Linked DNA regions of Triticum aestivum: region 1 is linked to region 2. The links are chromatin contacts, called in public Hi-C maps. All regions are on one chromosome and are shown on one strand. Each heading gives the region's core, a stretch centred on a gene start, on an enhancer-like site or on the middle of the called end of the contact. The rest is flanking DNA. Distances are from core to core; before and after follow the strand shown.

What was found. Hi-C and Micro-C count contacts between places; a contact is called where the count stands out from the background.
Region 1: a Hi-C map of an unstated tissue shows a contact between it and region 2, with 9 times the contacts expected there. The contact joins the enhancer-like site here to the promoter of LOC123159772 in region 2. A contact is called at or near these places in 3 of 5 Hi-C or Micro-C datasets (leaf and an unstated tissue).

The regions. Positions count from the first base shown.
Region 1 is chr7B:632,065,320-632,072,704 of IWGSC CS RefSeq v2.1, reverse strand. No RefSeq gene overlaps it. Among protein-coding and RNA genes, the nearest start is that of LOC123159772, 350 kb to the right of the region's middle. Within about 2 kb of position 5,919, at least 2 of the 8 cell types and tissues checked have an H3K27ac peak or open chromatin away from gene starts, as enhancers often do.
Region 2 is chr7B:631,719,837-631,726,996 of IWGSC CS RefSeq v2.1, reverse strand. LOC123159772 reads left to right here and starts at 4,732. Exons shown (of 9, transcript XR_006479867.1): 1 at 4,732-5,002; 2 at 6,002-6,439; 3 at 6,596-6,770; 4 at 6,867-7,160.

The DNA of each region.
Region 1 (7,385 bases), core at 4,670-7,169, 340 kb before region 2:
ACCTATTCTTAAGGCCTTGAACTTAGGTTTATTGATTTGATTCGTAGCGCTAAAATTTCTCTTGACTCACTTAGGTGCCCCCGAGATGGTGTGTCGATAAGATGGGTTGTTGGGAGGCGTTGGTGGATGTGTGGTGCTCTCCCGAATGGCGGCTCGAACACCAAAGGGCCAAGGATAAGCGCGACCAAATGGAAGGTGCGCCACACCATCAAGGGAGCTCCAACCTGTTTGAGTACAGGGATAACTGGGTATGTGGTTTGCTACGTGATTCATGCAATTTCATTCTTCATGGTAGCATTTATCCTTTCCAAAATGACTTAATATGCTTAGTTAGTTAAAATTACATAATAACTACCTTGGATAGTTCATTTACGACATATTTAGCTCTAAAATGACATAATAGTCTTTAGATAGCTCTATAAAATGACTTAATATGCTTTAGTTAGTTAAAATAGCATAACTACCTTCGATAGCTCAATAACGACTTAAACTAATCTTAGTCCATTTCATTCATGACATAATTAGCTCTAAAATGACATAATAACCTTAGATAGCTCTATAGAATGCCTAAATATGTTATAGTTAGCTAAAAAATAGCATAACTACCTTGGATAGCTCAATAATGACATAATTAGCATACTTTGGTCAAAAATGGCATAATAATCTTGGTTACCTCGAAAATGACCTAAACTTAGCTTATTTTCCTTGAAAATGACATAATAACCTTTCTTAGCTCCAAAATGACCTATTTACATAGCAATATCATTCTTAATGCTAGCTTGAGCCCTTAACTAATATTTTGTTCCTCTCTCTCAAGTGCAGTACAACAAGAAGCATGTGCCAAGTCTGTTCGGCCTCTATGGCATGGCCCATATGGCCCCGTACAAGAAGGCCAAGGCATTCACGGAGTCTGACCTAGATCATCCAGAGAGCTTCACCAACATATCCTCCCACCACAAGCTTGTGAAGTACAGAGACGAGGGGAAGATGAGGAAAGGGAGGACTTTAACCCGAGCCAGGATCCTTTTGATACAGAGCTGGTGATGATATCTGGTGGCAGGAGATCCCATGGCTCTCAAGCCATTAGTGATGGACTGATTCGTTGTCCTAAGACTCTCCCGCAGATCAAGAAGCGCCTGAGTAGCTCTGATCCTGAGATAACGCCTCGTGCACGGCCCGCGGAGCTCGCTGTAGCGGTTAGTTATACAGGCTCTCTGACCTTTCGTCCATTACATTGTGGGTGCGCCCGTCGATGATTACAATGCTAACGAGGAGTGCTGTGTTGTAGGCAGCGATTGAGAAAGAGAGATTGAAGACCCATGCACTTTTGGAGGAGGCAAAAAGGGAGGCGGCGGAGAGGGAGATCGAGAGGGAGGAGGGGACGACTAAGCTGATGGAGGAGGAGAGGAACCGGAATGATGCGTCTCACCGGGCCCTATACAAGCTCATCGTGGTACGTTCCTTGTGCATATTAGCCCAATCATGCACGTAATGTTCGCATTACTAACTAATATGACTGACTCGTGAGAACCAAATGTGTAGACCATGTGCGAGAAAAACGGTCAGGCCCCTCCGCCAATGCCCCAGATTGCTCTGGCGGGCACGATGAGTTTGATTTGAATGGTCCTTAGTTACTACTATTCACATTTCAGTTTGCATCATGCTAACGAGACATTATTGGAAATGATCTTTGGTTCAGCATGGCTCCCGACAAGCATCGACCAATCCTTCCGCGTCTGCCAATGCTGGAACCCCGACCGTCACCTCCGTCTGCCAACAATGGCGAAGCCCCGACCATTCCTACACCTCCGTGATAACGGTATTTTTCTTCTTATTTAGCCTGTTTAGTCCATTTATGATATAATTTAGCTTATTTAGTCCACAAATGACATAATAAGATGAAGAAAATCAAGGAAGAGGAAGGAAGGAAGGAATAGAAAGAAAAGAAGAAGAAGAAGAAGTTCTTCTTCTTTTCTTCTTCTTCTTCTTTTCCTCCTCTTACTTGTTTTTATTCGTAAATGGCATCATAACCTTGCTAACCTCATAAATTTCATATACTTAGCTTGTTATCCTCTAAAATGACACAATAAGCTTAGTTAGGTCAAAAATGGCATAATTTGCTACATTAGCTCAAAAATGGCATTTTTCTTCTTATTTAGCCTATTTAGTCCATTTATGACATAATTTAGCCTATTTAGTCCACACATGACATAATAAGATGAAGAAAATCAAGGAAGAGGAAGGAAAGAAGGAATAGGAAGAAAAGAAGAAGTTCTTCTTCTTCTTCTTATTTTCTTCTTCTTCTTTTCCTCCTCTTACTTGTTTTTATTCGTAAATGGCATCATAACCTTGCTAACCTCATAAATGTCATATACTTAGCTTGTTGTCCTCTAAAATGACACAATAAGCTTAGTTAGGTCAAAAATGGCATAATTTGCTACGTTAGCTCAAAAATGGTATTTTTCTTCTTATTTAGCCTATTTAGTCCATTTATGACATAATTTAGCTTATTTAGTCCACAAATGACATAATAAGATGAAGAAAATCAAGGAAGGGGAAGAAAAGAACTTCTTCTTCTTCTTCTTCTAGTCTTCTTCTCCTTCTTCTAGTCTTCTTCTCCTTCTTCTCCTTCTTCTTCTTCTTCTTCTAGTTTTCTTCCACTTCTTCTTCTAACTTTCTTGTTTCCCATTTTGCATATTTAATTCACTATATGGAAGCTTGCATGGATGGAGTGCTTGTTTCTCTGTTCTTCTTTTTGTTTTTATCGAAGAATAATGTGGAACTTGTTATATGGATGCATGGAACAATGTGTTGGATGAACATTGTGATAGTAGTGTAAGATGTATGGATGATACTATGTTTCTTATGTATGTATATATGTTGTCATGGATGGAGCTATGTGTTGCATAGATCATATGTTTGCTGTCCTGTGAAAAAAATATGTATATCTGTGTGTGAATTCCAGTGAAATTAAATGGATATAAATGTAAAAAGGGGATATATAGCCTCTTTGTCGTCCGCTAGCAGACGACAAAGAGTACACGTGGCAGCTTCCTGTAGGCACTGGGAACACTGGCTGCCTATTTGGTCAGCTATGCCGTCTGCTGGCGGATGGCATAGCTGGCCATGTGGCAGCTTCCCAATGCTGGCCTAACTGAGCTCTTTGCCGGAACCTGTTTCTAGTGGTGGTAGGTACAAATCAGACTTGGGAGTCCATGTTAGTAGTCTTCCATGACATTTATGTTGTATTTTGAGGTTTTTAGAGGTTACGTTATCTAGTTGTTCAGAATCATGAACTACTTTGGATCATTAGCTGATTTTTAGTGCATATAGCTTTGAATTTTGTAAGTTAATGTTGATTTTTCAGAGAGCACGTGCTTCACATTTCTTAAGTTAATTTTCCACCCCTGGTAATTTGAATTCATGGATCCGCCATGGGTGGTGTGTGACCAATTGTCCTCGGCACAGTGGCGGCAATAGTACTGTGACAAGGTTGGTGGCTACTAGCTCCTGTCCGGAGAAGGGTGGCAAGATGAGAGGTGAGGTAGGGTTTAAGATCTAATCCTCAATGGCCTTCATCCAACCAACCACCTAGGTTTCCTTGGACTTTGTCGCGCACCGACAACGGATGAGGACGCTAGCATGTCATGTCGCCTGCTCATTGCTGGATAATAAGGGAGATCGTGCAACCTAGCGCGGCCACCGGTGTAGGCAACTTAGACTTCATGCATAGTCATTGTGGGGGAGTCACCTTTGTACCCGTGGCGATGAGCAATCAACGCAGCGTTGTCGGCAAGCTTTGGTTGTCGGTGGCTACCATTGAGTAGAGGCAGATGGGGTGACAGTGTAAAAGCTTTAGCATCGAAACCCTTTGTTGCTGCTTGATTTGTTGATTATTTAGATGGAAAGCTTAATTTCGTTACAGTAGAGAAATCAGTTGACATCCCTTGGGCATGCGAAGAAAAAACAACAATCGGCGAAGTTACTCCCTCAGGGATTATAGGGCCGGCAAGCCATGCAACAACTTTTTTTACCATTAGGCCTCTTGATAAAAATCTCTATGTAAACAGACTTAATTAATTGTCTAGCTAATTAATTGCATTAGTGGCTCAGTTTTCAAATTGATTCGGGTGATAAATCTCTATTTAAACAAACCAGATTAACCACATGCCTAATTAAAAAATGTGCTACATAATTACATAATAGCTCAGTTTTTAAAAAGATTCGGGGCTCTCTTTCCACATTATTTTCGCATAAATGACTGCAAGGGACTAAAGGAGCGAGATACATACTTCCCTTTAATAGTACAGATGCTTGAACATATTGTGTCCTCCTCCTTTTTTGTTGTTTTTCTATACCAGTTTTACTTTTTGTTTTCATTCTCTATTGTTCAGGTTTTTTATAAAATAAAATAATTTTTTTTTCACAATTTACATACTGTTTGTGTTTTCAAAAAATAATAAGAAATTTTAAAACAAGTTTTTGGTTTCAGAAATGTTTGGGTTCATGAAAATGTTTCATGCTTTCTTAACAGATCAAAATTTACAAAATACACACCTTATTTAAAAATTGACTTTCTAAAGATGTTCAGAATTTCAAAATATTCAGTTTTTAAATAACAGAGTTCTAAATTTGTTCACCTTGCGAGATAAATATGTTTTTGATTTTTGAGAAAGATGGTAAAAAACGTCAGAAAAAAAAAAACAAAATAACCAGCTCGCTAGAATGGGCCAGCCCTTTTGCACTCGATCCGTGGCGTCAAAGCACTGTTTGACGCTGAGATCGGCAAACCGGGTGTTTTCCTATTTGATGCTCTCTGCGTTTAAATGTCCCGTAAAGTCTTAAAACATAGATCTCAAACTTAGGAAATTGGCATTAGAACTCTTCTCTCCTTTTTTACTGGTTTTTACAGTTATATATTATTTTTATTTTATTAACTTTTCTTTTTGTCAGAGGTATATTTCGGGTTTTCATTTATTTTTATTTTAATTTATTAAAATAATAAATATTAGAAAGATTATTCAGAATTTTGGATAAAGATCAGATTTTGAAAAAAAGGAATTTAAAACTGTTCAGGTTTTCAGAGAATGAAATCATATACTACTAAAAAGGGTTTCAATTTTCAAGAAATGTTTGCAAAAATCAAATTTCAAAAAATGTTTTGACATATGAAAAACTATTAGTGTCTTAAAAATGTTCCAAAACTTTACTAAACGATTACATTTGTCAGGAAATGTTCGCAATTTGTTTTTTTCAAAAATAATCAATTTTTCAAAAAACTTTCACATTTCCAAAACAAAGATGTTCGTATTTTTTATTCAGGAACTTTTTGTGAATTCAATATCTTATTTCAATTTGAGTGCATAATTTATAAATGAACCAATTTTTCAGAACTTTTATTGATTTCAAGATTTTTTTTTGTATTTGGGGTAATTTTTAGTTCTTGAGACCATTTCCTAAATTTATAATGTTTTCTTATTCAATAATATTGTTTTATAGAATAATTTTAAATTCTGAACCATTTTTGGTTTGCAATTTGTTTTATTTAATTTCGAAAGAATTTCTTGAAATTCTACAATATGTTTTGGATTCTGGAACATTTACTGAATTTTCATTTTATTTTTTTAAATGGTAACTTTGTTTAATTCTATATTTTTAGATTTGAGAACTTTTCTTAAAATATGAACATATTTTATTTTAAGATCATTTTCTAAAGTTTACAAACGGTCTGTAAAATTTCTTAAAATTTGTTATCTTAGAAATCTTACTTTATATGTACAATATCTAACAGTTGGTTTAAAAAGTAACCGGCGGAAAGGAGCAAGGGAAAAGCGAAACTCGTGTCAAAGCTCAGCGCCGTATTGGACCGGCCCACCTCAATGCTATCGGCGTTGTCTGTTTGTCACGACGCTGTTTGACGCAGGGTGCGTCAAATAACGCTCCTGGAAATGTTGGCGGAATGTTGAGGTGAATCCTATGTCACGCTTATTTCGTCGGATTATCGACACTTCGCACAGGCTACGAACGAGCAATCGAGATATTGAGCAGGCCCATTTCTGTAGGTACAATGTACAGACTCCAGGTTTCAGGAACCTTTCCTTGCTTGTTTTCCTGATTTTGGAACCTATCATAAGGTTGTTGAACCAGTATTTTCTAGGACTCAACTACAAATCTGACGTTACATTTTTTACTATGGCAATTCAAACGTTTTTATGGCAATTTTCGTTTGTCGATGATGTCAAGTTTAGTTGGTAAGCATGGAAAACCGGCTCAATTTATTTTTTCTTCAAAAAATTGTCGTGGTTGCAAACTAAATTTGCCATCCCCATAAAAAATGATTTGAAGATTACTCACCGCGTTTACGCGTGGTAAATTTGTCATCCTTATGTTAACATAATTTTCCATAAAAATGTTCGACTTGCCATGCCCAAAATTCCGACATCAGATTTTCAATTTTTTCTATTGTTTTTTTCTGTGTTTTTTATAAAAAATTTACAAGTTTCAAAAATATTCAAAATCTTTTAAAAAAATGTTTATAATTTCAAAGTTGGTTTTGCCCTTGAAAATTGTTTGGAATAAAAAAAATTGGTCAATATTTTCAAAAATTGTTCACCCCGGAGAGCATCTGAGAAGACTCCGAAGCAATTCTTTCAACAAGGACACCACATGTGAAACACCGCACGACCGAGTGCAGCCATCGAAGGTCGAACCTAGGTTTTTCACTACGGAGATCGAGACCCTGTGCTCAGAGAGCACCACCAAGCCCAAGACACTATGCGTTGTCATCACCCTTTATCAAAGAAGACGAAGCTGCATGGAAAGCAAGGATACACCATGACTGAAGTCTTTCTCCATGTTTGGTAAGATGAAGATGGAAGTTGAAGTCCTCATTTGTGTTGGTTGTGTGATTGTGTCGATTAGACTGGTGGTTGTAAGCGGCGTCCTTATGATGTGATATGTACTAGCACCAATCAAGGTACCTTAAAAAACAAAACTCGAGGGACAGTCGCAGGGTGAGGTTTCCCCCTCTCCCCTCCCGGCCCTCGCATCGTCCCCTTGGGCGACTCGGGGGCGACTAGAGTTTTGCCGCCGCCGCCACCCCCCTCCACTCCCTTCCTCCCCCTCGCCGCTACCAGAGACGGCCGCCGGGAAGCCCGTGCGAACGCCGGTGAAGGTGGCGGCGGGGATCTCGGCGCTCCTTCCCCTCTTGGAGGTCGTGGTTCCTGGGGCGGCGGCCCTTGCCGGAGAGGCGACGCCATCAGACGGTGGGCGGCGTTCGCAGGGGGTGCTGGCCAGCGTGCCTGGCCGCGCAGGCGGCGGGTGGCTGGTGGAATCCGGCGCGGCGAGAAGATCTCTTCGTCAGATCTGGAGGTGCGAAATCCATA
Region 2 (7,160 bases), core at 3,483-5,982:
TAAAGCTCGGTTGCAAGTGGCTGGCTCCATAGAGGGCATCTCCGGCATTAAGCTCGTTTGAACCCTTTTAACTTTTTCAAGACCGAGGTAATCTATGACACATCAGATACACTCCGGCGTTGGAGCTCGGATACATTCCAGCGTTGGATCTCGGAAGCGGTCCAGCGTTGGTTCTCGGCTGCAAAAGATACCTCGAATGCAGTTCGGCGTTGGTTCTCGGCTGCAAGAGGACACTGCCGCACGAGAAACACTTCGAACCCAAGGTGTGGCGTAAAAAATAACAAGGCATTGATAAAGGCCGATAACTTAAATGGGCTCCTCGGATACCCGACGTGTAAGTTCTTCGGATTCACTTTGGCGATCCTCAAGATCGAAGATGAGAAGATTTGTTGAATCAGTTTTCAAGACCGACGACAGAAGATGAAGAATAGTTCGGAAGAATTGAGGAGCGTCTCCAACTTGAAGACCGGTTCAGGGTGCTACTAACGGTGTCCTGGACAAAGGGGTACTCACCACGTCGTCTCCCGATCAGTGGGATTGGGCCGAGGACCCCCATGGCCGTTCACTCATGGGCCAGTTCGGACAGCCGATGCATACACGAGGAAGGTTTCACAAGACTTGGTGATCAAGACAAGGACTCCTCTCCACCAACGTATTCGACTAGGACTCTTGTTATCCTAGGCTTCTGGTACATTATATAAGCCAGGGCCTGGCTAGTCGATAGATGATTATGACATTATTCATCATACCCTTAGGTTTTAGACCACAAAATATGATCTCGAGGTAGATAAACTCTGTAATCATACACATCGAATATAATCGAGCAGGAGTAGGGTTCTACTTCTTAGAGAGGGCCCGAACCTGGGTAAACACCGTGTCTCTCGTCTCATGTTACCCATCGATCCTAGGACACACAGCTTGGGACCCCCTACCCGAGATCTGCTGGTTTTGACACCGACAGCGGGCCGATATTCGGGACGCACCATCGTCCCACGAGGCCATGGCACGGCGTGCCCGCCGTGCAAGGCATCAGGCGCGGGATGCGGTGGCAGCCCTCACGGCGGCGAACATCGGCGAGGCAGAGTTGCATTCTTCGGTGCCCCGTATGGCGCATCAGTCCGGGCGCCGCAACCGCATCGTGGTGAACGTCGGTGGCTCGTCCCCGGACGGATCCCTCATCGATCTGACGTCCACCGGCACCGTTCGGGTTTCGGGCTACGACGAGGAAGAGTAGGGCATGGGAGACGACGACGCCTTGAGTCACGTGAGCCGGCTCGTGTCCCATGCCCTACCCTACCTTGTCGGCGACTGGACCAACACTCTGAGAAGCGCAACCGGCCGCCAGACATGGCCAGGCCGGAGCCGGGCGAGCGGGGAGCGGAACCGGACGAGCTCCGCTTAGATTATGTTTCACGTTGCATGTAGTAATATGGTTTTGAGGTATTCGGATGTGGAATGCGTTTTTTGAGGGGTGACCGCGTGGTATAGATAGATATAGATGAGCTCAAAGGCACATAAATAGTACTTTATGCGAGTGCTACATTTTTATTCCCTTAATTGAACTATTGGAGAACTGTGGTCATTCTTATGACTTAATATATGAAATGGAACCGAGTTAACCCTGGAGAATCTAAAAAAAACTAGAAAATCTCAACAAACATATTGAATCGTATGATAGTTGTGCAACTTCTAGTCTCATATGGTCATAATATGGTGGAGGCTGGAGTAACACATCTGAAGTTGCGTGTCACCACCCTGTTGCATAAGACAGTGTACCACAAATCATTCTCCATCTCCACTTTCCTTTTCATATGGGAAAATAATGTTGAACTTTCACGATGAACTGAACCTGGCAGATAGACTGGAACCTCGGGCTAAAGCTCAAAGTGCAAGCACAATACTCATGGATCGCCTAGCCATGGGGTGCGCTACTCGAGCACCTAGTGGCCCCTCTTGGACGCCCTTTCTACCATGTGTATGTCTTGCCCTGCAATCTTAATCAAAAATTCGATAGATTTTATCATGGCGGCAATACAGAAAAGGCACTCCTTCACCCGTAGGGGCTAGATTTTTTGATTCCACCATCTCCACCGAGAGAACTTGTGTATGTATTGTCAACACCAAGGAAACATATGATGCATTATCTTCGTCCAGATCTCCACCTTCAATGGTATCCATTGTGTAATTGGTATATCAAGCCATTGTAATTATTTCACAATGTTGTCTCCTTATTGTTGATTGTCATGTTTGTTTATTTAGTATAATATTTCGTTCCGACTGTATCTTATTACAATATGTGATTGGTTCGTTATGCTCTTGAGGACATTTGTTGTACGAAATATCAGTTTGCATTGCAATTTTTATTTTTTTAACAACGAGTCATTTAACTATTATTAGAAAACACATCTATCACCGTGGTTTTCGGTGCATCGTGTGCTGCCATTTAATTTTATTATGAACAAATATATATTTTATTTTTTCATGTAGTTTGTTCATGTACAACATAAGGTAGAAAATATTATCGTCGGATGTTCTTGTTGAAGATTATAATACAACATGTCTTCATTTCTACTGGATGTTATTTAGTCATGGACTAATATATTGTACTCCCTTCGTTCCAAAATAAGTGTCTCGACTTTAGTACAACTTTGTATTAAGGTTAGTACAAAATTGAGACACTTATTTTGGGATGGAGGGTGTATAAATTTTGAGATTGAAAATACCAAGATATCATAAATAACGACATTAATAAAAATAACTTATTTATTTATCACTCAATAAATGCATTTCCTATTTCGTTGATATTCCAGTGAAATGATTTTGTTATTCCATTCATATTAACACGGTTAAATTTAAATACCAGAAGATTTTTTTTGATTATAAACTCACTACTCTTGATAGCAGAGGCTACAACTGGCCCAGGATACATTCGGGTTTCATTAATTTATATTTATTCATATATTTTATTGAGTTAGCATATGATAGTATTTTTAGTGCTTAATTGAGATAATAAATCACAACTTTAAAGGACAAAACCAATTTGACGCATCTTCGAAAACATTTTATATAATCATATTATACTCAAGTTACATCACGCTCCCTCAATATTACACTCCCTCAATTTCATACAATATTATGCTCCATGGAATTGTTTTTTATTACGCTCCATTTCATACTCAAGTGGTTTTATACAATATTACGCTCCCTCAATTTCAATCTATATCATACGTATTATTTTTTATTTAACCTTTTCAAGTTACATCACGCATTGAGAAATTGTAAGCACACCAATCAAACACATGCATAACATTTGTAACCAACGACTCCATGAGCAAATGCATGAAGCTTAAACCCTTTTATTAACTTCTTATTAGTATTTATTGTATAAATTTTCTATAACGAAAAGTAAAATATAAACCGTAGTTTCAGTTGGATGGTTCCGCATGGAAACGACCACCGATGCAACCAAGGTAATTGCCCAGACGTCACGGTGTTCCAGAAAACGCTGATGACCCGATCGACTCACCTAGCTAGTGATCCATAGATTTCGTGTTAATCAGTTGTCACTGTCAATGATACGCTCCCAAACGAGAAAAAGCGCACTCCTTCATGCGTGTCGGTATACGCATATGCCCGGTTGTCCATGTCACTGCAGTGTGTCCGCGTCACTATTCAAAGCGGCGGTGCTCGTCAGGCTCCACAATGGGCGGCTGGCAATAAACTTATCTCTAAACCTTGCCGAATAAGCGGCTGATTAAGCTAGACTAGACGGGGGAGCGCCTGCTGTCCGAGTAAGCGGCCACTGTCGCGTAAAGCGCGATCCAAAGCCGATCCGTCCGTCGTCCCGGGAAGAAAAGATCAAAGTAAGAGGCCACTGTTTTGGCCAGTTCGATCGCACGGCGGACAGAGAAAGGCAGTCTGTTTCTTGGAGGGAGTGGCAGTTTGTTTGTACAGTACTACTCCGGTCACTAGATTATGGTCGCTCGGACGCCGCCGTTCAAGAACGGCGGCGCGGCGCGGCGCGGCCAACGCGAGCGTCCGAGCCCAACCCCCGCCATGCGATTGCGATCCGCCGCTCGCGGGCCGTTCGCTTCCGTGGCAGCGGCGCACGCACAGGTAGTAGTCTCGCAGGCAGCGGTCCAAGGATTTCTCCGGCGCCCGTGGCAGCGGATGCGGAGAGGCGGCCGCTTTTCTCGGCTCACACACCTCGCGCCTCTTTCCCACGGCCACGGGAACAGGCTACAGACCGCGGGTCATTTTCGACCAAAGGCATTTCAGCCACTGTACGACCCACTTTTTCTTTTGAATTATCGTTGCACAATCCACTGGCGTGGCTCCGAGATTTGACGGCTGCGCTATAGTCTACGAACCCAACCTTGAGTGGACAACAATACTAGCAGTACTACTCTCTCTGCTTACCAACTGAGGATCCAGACCATGCAGCTCGACTACAATACATTGCATTATAGGTTGCTTGCTTCAGAATGAAGGAATACGTACAACCCGCGACTGTACTTATGAGCACGTTCTGAACAGTGTCATGTACTCTTCCGTGTACTTTATTGAGCAGTATATTGCTTCTTTAAAGAAAGATTGCCGCTTAGGAGTAGTTTGGTTGCTGACTGCTGAGACTTTTTCTGTTTTCTGAGACAAGTTTGCCTGCCGAGAGTCGAGAGCGAGAGGTGGGTGTGTGGTGGCTCTAGTTTTCTTCGATAAGTAGGAAACCCGAGGGCGAAACAGGAAAAAGGGGCCGCCCAGTCCCACCCGCAAAGCTCTGCTTCCGCCGGACTTCCCCTGCCTACCCGAGCCTCCGCAGCAGCAGTGCAGCTGCTTCCCAACGACAACGCCACACCTCCTTCCTTCTTTCCTTCCCCACGATTCGTCCCTCACTCTCTATCGCCCCCGTCTCGCTCTGCGCCAAAGGCACCGCATCGAATTGTCCGCGACGGCGCCCATGGACCGCGCCGACGGGCCGCCGCCGCCACGCTCCGGCGACCGCGCGGTGAGATCCCGACCACCCCCGCTCTTCTACACCCCGGCCGCCACTACCTCCGTTGCTTTCTCTGCGTGAATTCTGCGGCGCTCTGCTGACTGCTCGTGCCTGTGCTGCCGTTCGTTTACCATCTACGAGTCCTGATTGCTCGGCTCTGTTTCCCGTTAAACTCTGCGGATAATTCGGTGTTCGCTTAATTTCGCCTGCTCCTGCTTCAGCGGGAGATGCGAGCTTCGGCGGTGAATCGCGGATCTTTCGGCGCTCCTTTGATTTCCCTTTTTTCTGTCGTGGCGAGTTCAATTGCTAGTGGAGGATCGATCTGTTTCTTGATATTTTCCTTTAACCAAAGCGGCTTTCCTCAATTGTGGTAGACGGGCCCTGTGTGTGCCTACCATGGTTTCCATGCCCGTCTGTCACTGTCCTCACATGACCTACAACTATAGCAGTAGCTAGCGTCTGTTATCAGGTTTCCTGACAGTTTCTCAAGAATTTGCGACACTGAAACGGCTTGCTCGATTTGTGTCCATGTGGCTACTAGTGCGATTGTTCTGCATAGTTAGCTGTGGATAAATTGTTCATCACAAAAAGAAAAGAAAAAAAAAACAGCTGGATACATTGTTGCCTTAGGAACAGAGGACCAGCTTTCAGTTATTAGCATTACAAATGGTATGATCATTCGGGTAGGTGTTTTATTTTAAGCCATGCTCCTCTGTAGACTCATGGGTCATGGTGAAGGTGTTGTCACACTCCTCAGATTCGTGTTTCTTATCAGTGTCTGAGTTACTGAATTTGGAGTTCTAGACTGTGTGGAAGATCACTGAAAGAGAACATCTGATGTTGCTAGCCCATGTGTTTACAACCTATAAGATGAGTGCCCTGAGCTTGATGTTAAGTGTATCGGCTCAAGAATCGTGATGCGTCTCTCACATCTTTCGATGTCTTGCTCTTCTTTCTATTCCATTAGTTTTACAAGCTCAATTTAATTTCGTTCTTTGCTTGACCATGTAGGCACAAGACCAGGATGACACTGCCCAAAGTGCACAGGGGCAGAATTCGCGACGGCCAAACCTTTCTTTGCAAATACCAACAAGGACCTTGGATAACCATATACCTACTTCAACGAGGATTAATATATCCGCCAGCCCCAGTTCGACAAGAGCCGGACTGCCACCAAGGCCTAACTCAGCTAGACCAAAGTCATCTATCAAGCAGCAGAGTTTCAGGTTAAGGAATTCAGCACAGGAAGGTGACCGGACAATCCTCCTACTTCCTGGGACGGCGTCGGAAGGGTCGCTGGATAATCCAACTCAACCAGGATCTTTCTCTTTCAGAAAGGTCATTAACTCATTATCGGCAAAACGTACCTATTCTTTGCCAGTCACACCTGTTGGAACCTCTGATAAAGCTTCTCCGGGAATTCAGATAGTCGACCACCCAACTACATCTGTAAGTACATACATATTTTCTGCTGTATCCAGATAAATGCGAGATTATATACCTTTTACACAGGCCAGTTGGAAATGAGGTCTTGCACTGTCTTAAGCAAATTGCAATTTTGCAAAGGTCCTATTTTTTAAAATGTATGTTTTATGATGTTGTCAGAAACAAGAAGTTCAAGCACAAATTAGGCGATCACTTTCAGTACCAGGAAATCGTAAAAACAGGAGTTTGAGGAGAGCAGATTCACTGGGTGTCATCCGTGTGATTCCAGCAACTCCGCGACCTGTTCCAGCTGATACAGTTGTACCAACTGATGTCATTGAAGAAACAGCTGACGGTATCTACTCTCTTTAAATCTTTACTCTGGTATTTTCTTAGACCAAACCGTTTCCTTCCGGAAGCAGCATTTGTTCATTCCAGTCGTCCTTGTCAGGTCCTGAAGATGGAGGTGAAGATATTCCTGAAGAAGAGGCAGTCTGCAGAATTTGTTTTGTTGAACTCAACGAAGGCGGAGAGACACTTAAAATGGAGTGCAGCTGCAAAGGAGAGCTTGCCCTCGCGCACCAAGATTGTGCTGTCAAATGGTTTAGCATCAAGGGTAACAAGATATGTGATGTCTGCAGACAAGAAGTTAAGAATCTGCCTGTGACTCTGATGAGAATTCCGACTCAAACCGTTACCAGGCGACTAGCAAACGGTGCTCAGCAAAGAGCAGCTCAACAGTACA